2 separate regions of the Sus scrofa genome follow, and region 1 is linked to region 2. Evidence: chromatin contacts called from public HiChIP or PLAC-seq data. All regions are on one chromosome and are shown on one strand. Each heading gives the region's core, a stretch centred on a gene start, on an enhancer-like site or on the middle of the called end of the contact. The rest is flanking DNA. Distances are from core to core; before and after follow the strand shown. Region 1 holds the start of MYOF (myoferlin). Region 2 overlaps MYOF (myoferlin).

Region 1 (6,220 bases), core at 546-3,045, 60 kb before region 2:
CAAATCTAAACTATTTGGGGGACAGAAACTACAAAGCAAAGCAAAGAAATGATTACCATAAAAATCAGGACAGTCACTACCTATGGGGTGAAGGAGGTGACTGTGACATATGGGACATCAGAGGGACTTCTGGAGTGCTGATAATGTTCTCTGACTTGACCTGGATGTTTGTTTGTTAAACTGGCACATTTATGTTGTATTCCTTTTTCTGTAAATATATTTTACAATAAAAAGGAGAAATAAAAACCAGCCAGGAAAAAAACAAAAAAAAACACATAGTCTGTATTTCACTAAATATAGACTGTCATTGGTCTATGTGTTCACAAAATACAATAAAGAATATGACATTGGGTTCATTGGTTCTTTATAATAAGCTGTTGAGAAATTCACCGAGACAGAAGAAATCTTGTAGGTAAACCATACTTTTTCAGTGCACTTGAAGTGTTGGCTTACAGATGGATCTTTCTGGTGGTGTGTTCAAAGAAAAAGGAAGTCCTATGTTTTTTCACTCCTAGCTTTAGCCTTTTCTTCTGAAACACAATGAGATCCTGATTTAAACCCAACTTGCATTAACGGAAATGCTATGAAATGCTATGAATAAGCAGGAACTTCTGTTGTGGCTGTGTGGAATTTACTGTGTGCTTTTTGCTGGGCCCCACACATTGATCTTATGACAATCTTCACCTTCATTTTACAGATAACTGCAAAGGAGAGGGGTGTAGAAACCTGTGAGATGACATAGCTCAAAAGTGATGAAGCAGGGACCCCACTCAGGTCTGCCTCCTCCAGGGACTGTAATCACCAGGCTGCACCACCTAACACACCCTTCAAGTTGTAAAGATTCTTGGCTTGGCCAAACTTAGTCAAGCTCCTGAACTTTCTCCTAGGCCCATCTGTGTACTTCCTTGTAAAATTTAGTTTTAGCAAGAACTTTGCTGAGTCAGTTTATCCAGAAATCCCCTCCCTCCTTATCTAATCACTCTCTTTATCTTTTGGGGTTCTTCGTTCTCCATCACTCAGGTGATGTCTGGTCACCATGACTTATGTTCAGTAGGAATCTTGTTAGGTTGTCTGAGCCAGAATCCCCCTTTTCTCCTGAAGTTTCCTCCTAGTAATTTCTATCCACTGACCCCAACCTGCTTCTGGGTTATAAATTCCCACTTGCCCATGCCCTGTTTGGAGTTGAGCCCAATCTCTCTCCCTCCACTGCAAGATTCCAGGGCAGTGGTTCCTAAACCTAATCACTAAAGTCTTCTTTACCCACTTTAACAAGTGCCATTGTTTTTTGTTTTGTTTTGTTTTGTTTTCCTTTAACAAAGGAAAGGAAGACACTGCTGGGATTCAGATCCTGAAAGAGTGGAGTCACTTCTCCATGTTCACTGAAGATTCCCAGCAGTTTGGATGGATCAAGAACACTCAGGTCCCCAGCTCTCACCTCTTCAGGAGTTTTTAGGAAATCCTATGCTGAGGCCTTTTGTAAAGAAAAGGATCAGTCCCAAGACACCAATTTTGTAAACTATTACCGCTTCTGGATTTGGGCTTGCTTGAAATAAACTCTTTTATTTCTCTGCTGTACAATAGGGGGCACCCTTTAGCTGACTTAAAAAAAAAATTCTCTAAATTGATGCTGAGTGGGTGTGTTCCACAGTACTACAGAAGAAAGGGTAAAAGAAAAAAGAAAAAGAAAAAAAAAGAAAAGGATCGATTAAAGTTTTAAAACTCCATGAGATTCAGAATAGAATGGAAAAAAAAAAAAAAAAGAAGAAGAGAATGGAAGGGGTAACGGGAAACCAATTAATGGTGCTTCAAGAATTGTTGCTTTTAGCGGCAGGGTCTCAGGGGTCTCCTGACCTGTCCACGTTTATCAGCTCCGAACCCTTTTCAGTTTCATTTGTTGCCCGTAGTTGTTCTTAGTTGAGGTTTTGTCCCGTTCACTTCCACATTTCTCGAATTCTTAAGTAGGTGCCTGCGGCGCTGCCTTTGGATATCAGTTTACACGTAACCTTCAGTAAATAATCCGTCAGAGACCCACCCATCGCCTCTCCTTCCCCCTTCGCCGGAGAAGTCTTCCCCCGCCTTCTCTCCCCGGGCGGCGCAGCCCGGAGCCCCAGCGCCCAGGTCTTCCTAACTTCATTGCTGAAACTTGCTCTGAACTTCGTTGCTGAAACTTGCTTTTTGCCCATCGAGAGCCATGCTTCGAGTGATTGTGGAATCTGCCAGCAACATCCCTAAAACGAAATTTGGAAAACCGGATCCTATTGTTTCTGTTATTTTTAAAGGTAAGGAAAAGCATTCTTTTTCTCCAGTGCCCTTTGGGAATGTTAGTTTCTTGGGTCCCATTCTTTGAAAGTCAGCGTATAGGTGAATTATAAAAGTCTCTGCGGCTTTAGCTGGAGTTTGTTACCTGTGCAGGTCAGGGGAGAGGACCATTTCTCTGGAAGGCATTTAATTTTCCCCAGGGCTCTGTGATTTCTGAAGGAAAGATTTATTTGTTAATCTCCAAATTCAGGTACCAAAAAGGTCTGCGTTGGTTCAGAGTAAGAGTTTCAGCAGTCTTGTGTGCATTTTTATTGCCTTTGCCTGTGAGAAATGAGTAAAGGAAAAAAAAGCCAATTAAACTTTCCGAGGTATTACTGCTCTGTAAAACAGCCCCCTGCTGCTTTTATTGTGTCTGAGTTTCTGGGAGGTGGAGCAAAATTATTTTGGTTTGTTTTCATGTTCTTTTGTGCCTTTTTGTAATTGTTCTTCATCTCTCCAAAGTTGGGTATTTTTCGTATGTTCTGTAGCTTTTAAACTGCTCGTAGAGCTTGAACAATGCAAGTCTGCAGTTTGGGTATCTAGTTTGGACTTGCTCAATGACTTGGGCAAGTGACTTCATTTCTCTGGATGTCAGTTTTCTTTTCTGCAACACAGGTGAGCGGACTTTAGACTAGGTTGTCTTTAAAAGGCCTTTGTAATCCCAACAGGTTATTTTTCATGACATTTGATGTGATGGAGGGGGACAGGACTGGAGGGTGTGATGGCATACGCCCATGCATTGTAGTGATTCCACTTGGGCTGGAGTGGTGCATCTAAATCTGAATTTAGGAGCGTTATCATTTTCTGTTTGCAAAAGGTTACTGGTAAGATTGCTAGTTAACTTTTTGGCAGTAGGGATGGACAAAGAATGAGAGGAGAGGGCAAAGAAAGTGGGAGCCTTGACGGGCATGCTGTTCCTGACCACACCTTGCCACACTTTTCTTTTCCTCCAGGAAACTACTCCCTTCCAGTTTCTTAGTAAACATGTGCCTTTCTCTTTTCTTTTGTCCATTTTATCTTTATTCCTTTTCTCAAATCTCTCCCTATGAGATGAGTTGAAAAATGCAAGGAAAAAAAAAACAAAACTCAAAGATGTTAAATGGCTGTTTAGTTTAAAAAAAAAGATTTGGGGGACAAAAGTTGGATTTTTTTTTTTTTAATGGCCACACCCAAGCCATATGGAAGTTCCTGGTCCAGGGACTAAATTTACGGTGTAGCTGCATCAGTGCTGGATCCTTTAACCCACTGGGCCAGGCAAGGATTGAAGCCCTGCCTCTGCAGAAACCCAAGCTGCCGCAGTCAGATTTTTTAACCCATTACATCACGGTGGAAACTCCTAAAAGCTGGATTCTTAAAGGACAGTGTGGTTTGAGAATCTGCTTAGTGAATATCATGTAGTCATGTTACATCAGAGTTCCTTTGCATGTATTCTTTCTAAAAATCCTTTTCTCTGGAGCTCCCTAGTGGTCTAGTGGTTAAGGACCTGGCATTGCTATTGCTGTGGTGAAGGTTCAGTCCCTGGCCCGGGAATTTTCACGTTTTGTGGGCATGGCCAAATAAAAAAACCTTTTTCTCTTTTTAATTTTTGATTTTATTTTTATTGAGGTAACATTGGTTAAAACATTTTATAAGCTTCATGTATACAACGTTGTATTTCTGCTTCTGTATACACTACAGCATGCACACCACAAAAAATTTAGTTTCCATCCTTCACCACACAGTTTATCCCCTTTGCCCATTTTACCCTCTTCCCCACTCCTCCTCTGTTCTCTGTATCTACATGGTTAGTTTGGTTTAATTTGTTGGTTTTTCATATTCCACATGTGAGTGAAATCATCGGGTATTCGTCTTTCTCTGTCTAACTTATTTCATTTAGCATAATACCACGGTGTTGCAATGGCAAGATTCCTTTTTTTTTTTTTTTTCTTTTCTTTTTAGGGCTGCACCCACAGCATATGGAAGTTCCCGGGCTAGGGGTTGTAGTAGAGCTACTACAGCTGCTGGCCTCTGCCACAGCCGCAGCAATGCCCTGATCAACTGAGCAAAGTCAGGGATTTAACCCACATCCTCATGGATACTAGTCAGATTTTTTTCTGCTGCACCACAATGGGAACTTCAATATTTTTAACTTTTTTTTAATTGATAAGTAGTATTCTATTGCATATACATACCACATCTTCTTTATCCATTCATCCATTGATGGGCATGTAAATTGTTTTCATACCTTGACTATCGTGAATAATACTGCAGTGAACATAGGGTGCACATTTCTTTTCAAATTAGTGTTTTTGTATTTTTTGGATAAACACCCAGAAGAGGGATAGCTGAAGTATATGGTAGATATATTCTTTTTTTTTTCTTTTTTTTTTTTTTTTTTTGTCTTTTTGCCTTTTCTAGGGCTGCTCCTGTGGCATACGGAGGTTCCCAGGCTAGGGGTCTAATTGGAGCTGTAGCCACTGGCCTACACCACGGCCACAGCAACGCCAGATCTGAGCCAAGTCTGTGACCTACACCACAGCTCAAGGCAACGCCGGATCCTTAACCCAGTGAGCGAGGCCAGGGATCGAATCGGAAACCTCATGGCTCCTAGTTGGATTTGTTAACCACTGAGCCATGACAGGAACTCCTATGGTAGATATATTCTTAATCTTTGAGGAACCTCTGCACTGTTTTCCACAGTGGCTGCACTAATTTACATCCCCACCAACAGTGTATGAGGGTTCCCTTTTCTCCACACCCTCCTCAACATTTGCTATTTCTTGCCTTTTTGATAATAGCCATTCTGATAGGCGTGAGGTGATAGCTCACTGTGGTTTTGTAAATCTTTTTTTTTTTTTTTAATTATTTTCTTGAAGCAGCTATAAAATCAGGAATTAGCACTAAAAGTTTGACATGTAAAGACATGAAAAAATATGTTGGGTTCAATCTGTTAATATATATTTATTTGAGGCAAGTCATATAGATTATAAAGGAATTAGAATTTAACAGTATATTGAAATCTGACTTGTTATTTGTCTGGAGTGTATATGCATTGGTCAAAAATTTTTAATTACTAAAGTATATCTGCCTAAGGCTATGAACATAAATACTCAATTGAAGGTGGAAAACTTTAGTTCAAGTGGACAAATATAGGCTATCTAAACCCTTACATTTACTAGATTATTTAACTTCAGTCTCTTTTCCAGTCTCCTTTGGTTATATAAATTGAGTGGTAAATTCATTCATTTATTAATCTGACAAGCAACCTAATGGAAGAAACAACTCTGCTCAGAGTAGGAACATCTGGACTCTGGCTGGTGTTGACAAAATAGCCGATGAGCCAGATTTAACCAGCCACGTCTCAAATTTCTCAGCTGTGGGAAGATGGGAATTTGATCTCCTTGAGATTTGTTCCATCTTTAAGGTTCTATAATTTTACCATTCCATGTATTGAACACCTGCGTTTAGCATGATGTAGAAGGTGCTGCCTGAGGCAGTCATAGTTATGAATATAGTACTTTTCTTGCTTTCAATCTATTCTAGTGGTTTAAACCCCTTTCCAGATGTACCTTCCAATTTTGAGCACTGGGTAAAATTAAGTAACATTAATTTCTGACAAAACTGAGGCTCCTGATACCATCATATGTCCATCAGTGGGAATGGAGCAAAGCCAGATGCAGAGGGAAAGTGGGGAGATTAAGATGTAAAAAGCCAGATTTCCCATCGTGGCACGGTGGAAACAAATCTGACTAGGAACTGTGAGGTTTCGGGTTCGATCCTTGGCCTTGCTCAGTGGGTTAAGGATCCAGTGTTGCCGCGAGCTGTGATGTAGGTTGCAGATATGGCTCAGATCTGGCATTGCTGTGGCTGTGCTGTAGGCCGGCGGCTACATGTCCAATTTGACCCCTAGCCTGGGAACCTCCATATGCCAAGGGTGTGGCCC
Region 2 (6,988 bases), core at 2,110-4,609:
TCAGCTCAGCTCCTAATAACCTAACAAGTTGCTTCACCTTCTTGGACCTCAGTTTTTCTACCTGTAAAATGGGATTGGGGGCAGGTTGGACTGAGGCTCTCTAAGGTCCTTTCTAGTCCAACATTCTGTGGGCCTATGACTCCTTGAAAGACTGTGAAGTGTGGTTCCAGAGAACACTGGGCCAGAGGAGCAGAGGGCTGAGAAACAGAGCAGGAAGGCACACTTGATGAATAGGAGACAAAAGGGGTGGCCTCGGAAGACACTGAAAAGATGTAGTTGGAGTCCCAGGAGGAGAGCTGCACAATTCAGAGAGGTATGTGTGGGCCCCATTGTCCAATGCCATGGAAGGTGGAGCATAAGGTTCAGAAAAGGGCTCTGAGCTTAGCAAGAATAGGTCCATGGTTGACCTTTGCAGAATAGGAGCCAGGCTTGGATGGGCTGAGCATGAATGGAGTGGTTGTAGGAGGAGGGGTCTTCCTGGGCTAAAGTCTGAAGCAGAACTTCGGGGAACCTTTTACTTCCTTGTGGTGGAACTGAAACAGAAATTAAAAGACTTAACTCAAAACTGAGATTCAAACCCAAGCAACATGGCTTCAGGGCTATGTTGGAGCCAGGCTGCAAGGCAGGCTGATGGAACTAATTCATACTATGATGTGAGTGACTGACAGATGATTCCCTATGGAAATTAAATCTTTTATATGACTTTGCATTGTAAAGGAGGAGGTTCAGGATCCAAAGGTAGGGAGTGCAGGTGCTGGTATTTTTTGGACAAGGAGGTTAGTTTTCTAGTCTCTCTTAAAATATATTGTACAAATTACTAGGAGTTCAAACCTTTTGTCTATTACAAAAAAAGTATTACAGAAGTTTGTCACTGAGTTTTAAAGAGTTTCTGAATAAGAGAGGAGAGATAGAAGGCAAAGATGAGTTTTAGATGATTTTATCTGTACATATGTGAAGGCAGCAGGAAGGTCTCTATGGGGAAAGAGCCACCAGATGTACTTGAAGTGGAGGGACATTTATAGGTTCCTCCAAAGAATCAGAAGGAAGTGGGATCTCAGGCATGGGGAGGGAGTTTGCTCTACTGAGCAGAAAATGTCTTTTCCCCTGAGTGTGAAGGAAAGTTAAGGAGATAAATGAGGGGATAGATGTGTGTGGAGGTGACAACCAGTGGATAAAGGGAGACAGCATGATGACCACCGCAGTCTGCTTGGTGAGTTTCTCATCTGCCGTGAGGTCCCCGTGGAGAAGGCACTCATGATCATGAGGCTCAGGGTGAAAGCAGACAAACCCTCAACAGTTAAAAAAAAATCTATGGAAAAGACCTGCGGTAAGAAGGCTGGAGTTGAAGTCTCCCTGCAAGACTCCAGTTTTCCCCAGCTTTTCTCTACCTCACTGTCCTAACCATGGAAAGGCCCCTGACCTCAGCTCGGGGTGGGTTTCCAGGTCAGATCCGAGGAATTTCTGGCAGGGTCCCTTCATTTGCGCCATCTCCTCTTCTCACTGTCCTCACGCCTTTGACGTTCTCCGGGTCACCTTGGAGACAGCTGGAATGAGTGCCCAGATGCGTGGGAACACATCTTCCTAAAGATCTATACCCGAGTCACAACCCCTCCCAAGTCTGTGTCACCAAAAGGTGTCTCCTTCACCTGCCGCCTCGGGAACACGGAAAATTCTCTGAAGTGTTCAGATAGGTACAGGGTGAGGGCCATCTCTGACTGGATCCCTTTTTGGGGTTTTAGGAGAAGAGGAGGAAGATGGCGGTGACGAGGAGGAGTTGGACAATACCATCAAGGTCCCCGGACCCAAGGGCCCAGGAGGGATGGCGTCGGAAGCTCACCTTGCCCGGAGGCTCACCAAAGGGAGGAGCAGCCGGCGGATGCTGTCTAACAAGCCACAGGACTTCCAGGTAGGGATGGCAGAACCCCCACCCCCCCTGCTTTGCACCACTGTGTTGTCCAGCTTCTGGCAATTGTGGTGTTGCTGGGAGGAGCCACTGCCTGTGGGCGGTGATACAACTAGTAAAAAAGGACATCAGGGCATCAACCCAATAGGAAGAGCTCCCCATCTTTCTTCTGCGTGCAGCAGCAGATGTAGTCAATCCAGATGAGGCTCTTCCATGAACTAAAATCCCCTCTAGTGGTAGGAAGAGCTCATCCAAGAATAGAAGCACAGGTATGGCATTTTTCACAGCTCTGGCCACGTCCGTAGGAAACAGCCATGCAGTGAGTTGGTACCTCTACGGATCCAGGAAGACCTGGTAGGAGGCCAGAGTCTGAGCTATGGCCTCTGCCCTGTTCTGTGCTTTCCTAGGCCAGCTGTGGTGTATTGCAGCCCCACTCCTGATCTTGGTTTTGGCAGCCCCACCCCAGTTCCCAGCTTGGAATGAGCATAGGTGGCCTCTCCCAGTCCGAAACATTGCAAAGCTGGCTGGCCTGAGCAGTAGTCGTTACAGGTGAACAAGCAGAGGCAACACCCGAGGATTCTCTTACCTGTCGTGCTCAGACAGGATCAGTGACAACTCCCCTTCTGTGCTTGCAGATCCGTGTCCGAGTGATCGAGGGCCGGCAATTAAGTGGCAACAACATCAGACCTGTGGTCAAAGTCCACGTCTGTGGTCAGACACACCGAACAAGAATCAAGCGAGGGAACAATCCTTTTTTTGATGAGGTAAACGGGCGAATGCACATCCTGTTCTGTGAGTCGGTTTTATTTATACGCACCTTCCTGGCTTCCACACATGGGAGGGGAACACGTGTACAGACTTAACAAACTTCCAGCAAAACTTCTGCACTAAGAACCACTGGATCTTGAAGTCACAGGGCCTCTTTCATCATTGGTTCCTGGAGCTGCTGGTGTCTTTCTGGTGGTTTTGCAACAAAATCAGGACACAGCCCTTCCTCTCATGTTCTCGTGTCCCTTAAAATGGAGCACATGAAGCACTTACATCTGCCTTTGCTCCTTAATTAGCAGGTGTCTCTGATGGAGGACTCGGTGTGACCAAGTAACCCAACTTTTTTAAAGTGTCAAAACCTATTTGCCTATAAAAATAGCATAGGTTTTTTTTTAAAAAAAAAACAATTATGGGCAAAAAGGGTTTTTTTCTCTCCATACAGAGAATATAGCCTGTTCTATTGACTTCTGCAGCACTCTTCAAAAATACTGAGTACCTTGACAGTTGTTTTCAGTACCACGGAACTCCATGATTAGGGCTGTGAAGAGAAATGATAAGTTTGGGCACTTTCTCATAGACCAGTCTTACTCTGTGAGGAGATGCATTTCTGAGCATTCCCAGGCCTCATGCTCTGTTCTCTGAGCCCAGGCCTTTCCTACTGCAGTTTCCTCTCACAGTTCGTCTGGGTTCCTTACAGCTTGTCATCCCAGCCCTGCCTCTGGTGTTGGTTCTGTTTTCTGACCTCTATTCACACAAGGAGCTGGGTTTTTTTGTGTGATGTTCCTGTTTCTTTCCCTTTGTTCAAACTGGCCACCAGCTTTTAGAGGCCCCATCTTCTTCCCGTTTGTAACTTCTCCTTAGATCAATCGCCAATGACAGCCCAGGGAAGTAGTGTCAAAGCTGACTGGAAAATGAGGTCCTGCTGTATAGCACAGGGAGCTACATCCAATCACTTGGGATAGAATATATGGAAGATGATATGAGAAAAAGAATGTGTGTGTGTGTGTGTGTGTATAAACTGGGTCACTTTGCTGTGTAGCAGCAATTGACAGAACATCGTAAATCAACTATAATAAAAAACTTTTTTAAAGCTAACAGGAGAGGTGGGGGCACGGGAAGTGGATTTGGGAAAGGCTAGGAAAGGGTCATGTTGGAGGGCAAGACTGGATTGCCCAGAGCACGAGATACAGATACGGGATGACTTGATGCCTAAGGCATAGGACCTGTCAGTGCATTTATAACGCAGGACAAATATCTATCCAGCTACCCTCTGAGAAGACCGATAGGAATCTCCACCTCAGAATTTTCTATTTTATTGAATTCTTTCGAGATTCGATTTCTTGGCAAAAGGGAAGACTCAGATAACTGAGCCTCTAAACAGAACAATTCATAATCAACAAAAAGATTTTACTAAAAAAATCCCTAGTTTGCTCACATCTTCTTAACCAAGTGATTAAACTTAGTATCACCGATAGTGGGACGAATGGACATGTGTGACCTGATGTGAGATAATGGAAGTACTCAGCATCACCTGTGTCATTTCTTGTCCAGTAGTCAACTTGGCTCTAACAGTAAGGAAACACTGACGCAAACCCAGATTGTGAGATTCCTCAAAGCAACTGGTCTTGATGGAAATAAACAAAATTAAGCTGGGAGTACTGTTCTAAATAAAAGGAAACTGAAAGGATACAAGTGGATACAATGTAAGATCTGAAGTGGATTTGAAAAAAGAAAATCTAAGAATAATTTTCTCAGGACAACTGTAGAATTTTGAAAATTGACTTATTTGTTAAATTTCTTTTTTTCCTTTTTAGGGCCCCATGTGCAGCATATGGAAGTTCCCAGGCTAGGGGTCGAATCAGAGCTACAGCTGCTGGCCTGTGCCACAGCCATGGCAACGCTGGGTTCTTAACCCAATGAGCAAGGCCAGGGATTGAGCCTGTGTCCTCATGGATACTAGTCAGGTTTATAACCTGCTGAGCCACAATGGGAACTCCTATGTTAAATTTCTTGAGTGTGATAATAGTGTTGTCATTATATAGAGAGATGTGCTTGCTCTCAGGAGATATGTGCAAATGTATTTTTCAGACATAAAGTGTTATATTATCTAGAACCGTCTTCCATATAGCTCAGTTAAAAAAAGATAGAGAGAAAGCCAAAAGCCAGTGTCTCAAAATGGTAATAATTGGCCAATGTAAGTGAAAAAGAGTGTTTATTTGCCGTCTTTCAATTTTTTTTTTCCTGTAAACTTGAAATATTTCTAGTTAAAAAGTGGGAGAAAAGAGTCTCAGTTTAAATAAATGCTCAGGAGTTCCCTGGTGGCTCAGAAGGTTAAGGAGACAGTGTTGTCACTGTTGTGGCTCAGGTTTGATCTCTGGCTCAGGAATTTCTGCATGCCATGGGTGCAGCCAAAAAATAAATGCTCCATTTTTCTCTCTTAACATTAAAGTTTACTGACACCTAAAACTTTAGATTTATGGTATACTCAATTTTCTTCTTTTTAACTCCCTACCTCCCTCCCTTCCTTTCTTCCTTTCTCTTTCTTTCCTCACTCCACTCACACCCATGGCATATGGAAGTTTCTGGGCCAGGGATTGAATCCAAGCTACAGCAGGATCCTTTAACCCACTTGGTCGCAGCAGGAACTCCCCCCATTTTATTTTCCAAGAATCGACCTTCTTAAATTTAGCTGTTACAGTGAGTTAAAATGTGGTCCATACTGACCCTGCTGAGGCACTGCCATTATCTAACGGGAAGAGTTGGCTTTAAAGGTGTTTTGTTTAAAAGAACAAAATTAGAGTCATTGGATAGAAATGATAGCATTAAAAATGGTAGAGAGCCTCAACTTTCCAGATCATGCAAGTCCTAAGACATGAAAAAACCTTAGATCTTTAGTCAGTTACTAGATATCTGATCTCAAGTATACAATTTTATTTAGTTAAATAAACCCTACAGTTGTTTTTTAGCCACTTTTCCCTTTTTTCAACCTTCAGAGTTTATCTTGAAGTTCATGACATTTAAATTTCAGGGCCTTTTCCAAGGTCCTACAATGGGTTCAAATAGTCACACCTAATTTGGGATTGTCTGGTGTTTTTTAGGAAAGCCCCTCAGATTGTAGCATCAGACCCCACTAAACCTTAGTCGACTCCAGCTGACATTCAAACATTTTTCTCTTTTGTTTCAACAGCTGTTTTTCTACAATGTCCACCTGACTCCTTCTGAATTGATGGATGAGATCATCAGCATTCGGGTAACGGGTTGGGCATGGGTTGGAAGGCAGATTTCATTGCCAGATGAAGAGATAATCTTTTCACTGTTCTCCTTTCCTCCAGGTTTATAATTCCCATTCTTTGCGGGCAGATTGTCTGATGGGAGAATTTAAGGTGGGTGTCAACTGTCTGTTTCTTTCAGTGCACATCAAAGATGGGCACTTTCGTATTGAAGATCTGATTCCTGGCCAGGTCTCAGGATGCCCATCTTGGTGATGTGTTAAGGTTACGTGTTAGGCATTGATGCTGTGATCCTTGCTGAAGGCTGAAACGATAGCAGGATATGAATACCCCAGAGGCTAGAGACCAGTTGAGTGTCCTCGACCTGGGTCAAGTAACCTTTGAAGTATAGCACTTAGTGCCTTAAAGCACGATGCCAGGAAGCTGCCATATCCGGGCCCTTCCCAGAGTTCCTACTGTGGATGGAAGCCAATACGCAGCTACAAAGGGAAGGGGGCTTGACTCTGGCAAGAAACCCAATACCAGCTCCACTTTTCAGTGACCCATAGCTCTATCTACAAAGCCAGTTGTTGTATATCTGGAGTATGAAAGGCAAGCCAGAGAAGAGAATCAAGGTGCTTTTCTTAGTAACTCACACTGGAATTAATGACAGATTCTAGTGGATGCCTTCTTAGCAGTTCTACATGGAATGAGCTACTTCTTGAAGTTCTAGAAGTTGATCTGGGTCAGCTAGATGGGTATTCATACTCTCACTGCCATCAGCTAGCCATATGTCAACCTCTCTGACCCTTCATTTTTTTTCCTATAGAGTGGGGTCATTGTGAAGACTAGGCGATAGTGTGTAAAGCACTTGCACAGCCCGTGGCACATTGGAGTACCTGGTCAATGGTTATATTAGCATTAGCATTAGTTGGAGAAGGGAGGAGAGTACTGGATAGGTGGCTTCCTATTGGGGGACCAAAGTCCAGGTTTGCCTGGTACTGAGGGGAACCTCTGAATGTGAGACTTTCTGTGCTGCTAGAAAAGTCCCAAACAAACCAGGACACGTTTGTCACCATGTCCCATCCAGCTCTAAGATTGGCTCATT

Evidence for each region. HiChIP or PLAC-seq counts read pairs in DNA pulled down with a chosen protein or histone mark.
Region 1: an H3K27ac HiChIP or PLAC-seq map of alveolar macrophages shows a contact between it and region 2. The contact joins the promoter of MYOF here to the enhancer-like site in region 2. A contact is called at or near these places in 10 of 47 Hi-C or Micro-C datasets (alveolar macrophages, embryonic fibroblasts, mesenchymal stem cells and 5 more) and 1 of 2 datasets of contacts at active chromatin or transcription factors (alveolar macrophages).

Annotation. Positions count from the first base shown.
Region 1 is chr14:104,936,787-104,943,006 of Sscrofa11.1, reverse strand. MYOF (myoferlin) reads left to right here and starts at 1,795. Exons shown (of 54, transcript XM_021073854.1): 1 at 1,795-2,279. The coding sequence starts at 2,192.
Region 2 is chr14:104,877,817-104,884,804 of Sscrofa11.1, reverse strand. MYOF (myoferlin) reads left to right here. Exons shown (of 54, transcript XM_021073854.1): 6 at 1,740-1,906; 7 at 2,539-2,667; 8 at 5,859-5,921; 9 at 6,004-6,054. Among named protein-coding and RNA genes, the nearest start is that of MYOF, 60 kb to the left of the region's middle. Within about 2 kb of position 3,359, at least 11 of the 83 cell types and tissues checked have an H3K27ac peak or open chromatin away from gene starts, as enhancers often do. A contact at or near this core is called in alveolar macrophages and retroperitoneal adipose tissue, where this site is marked.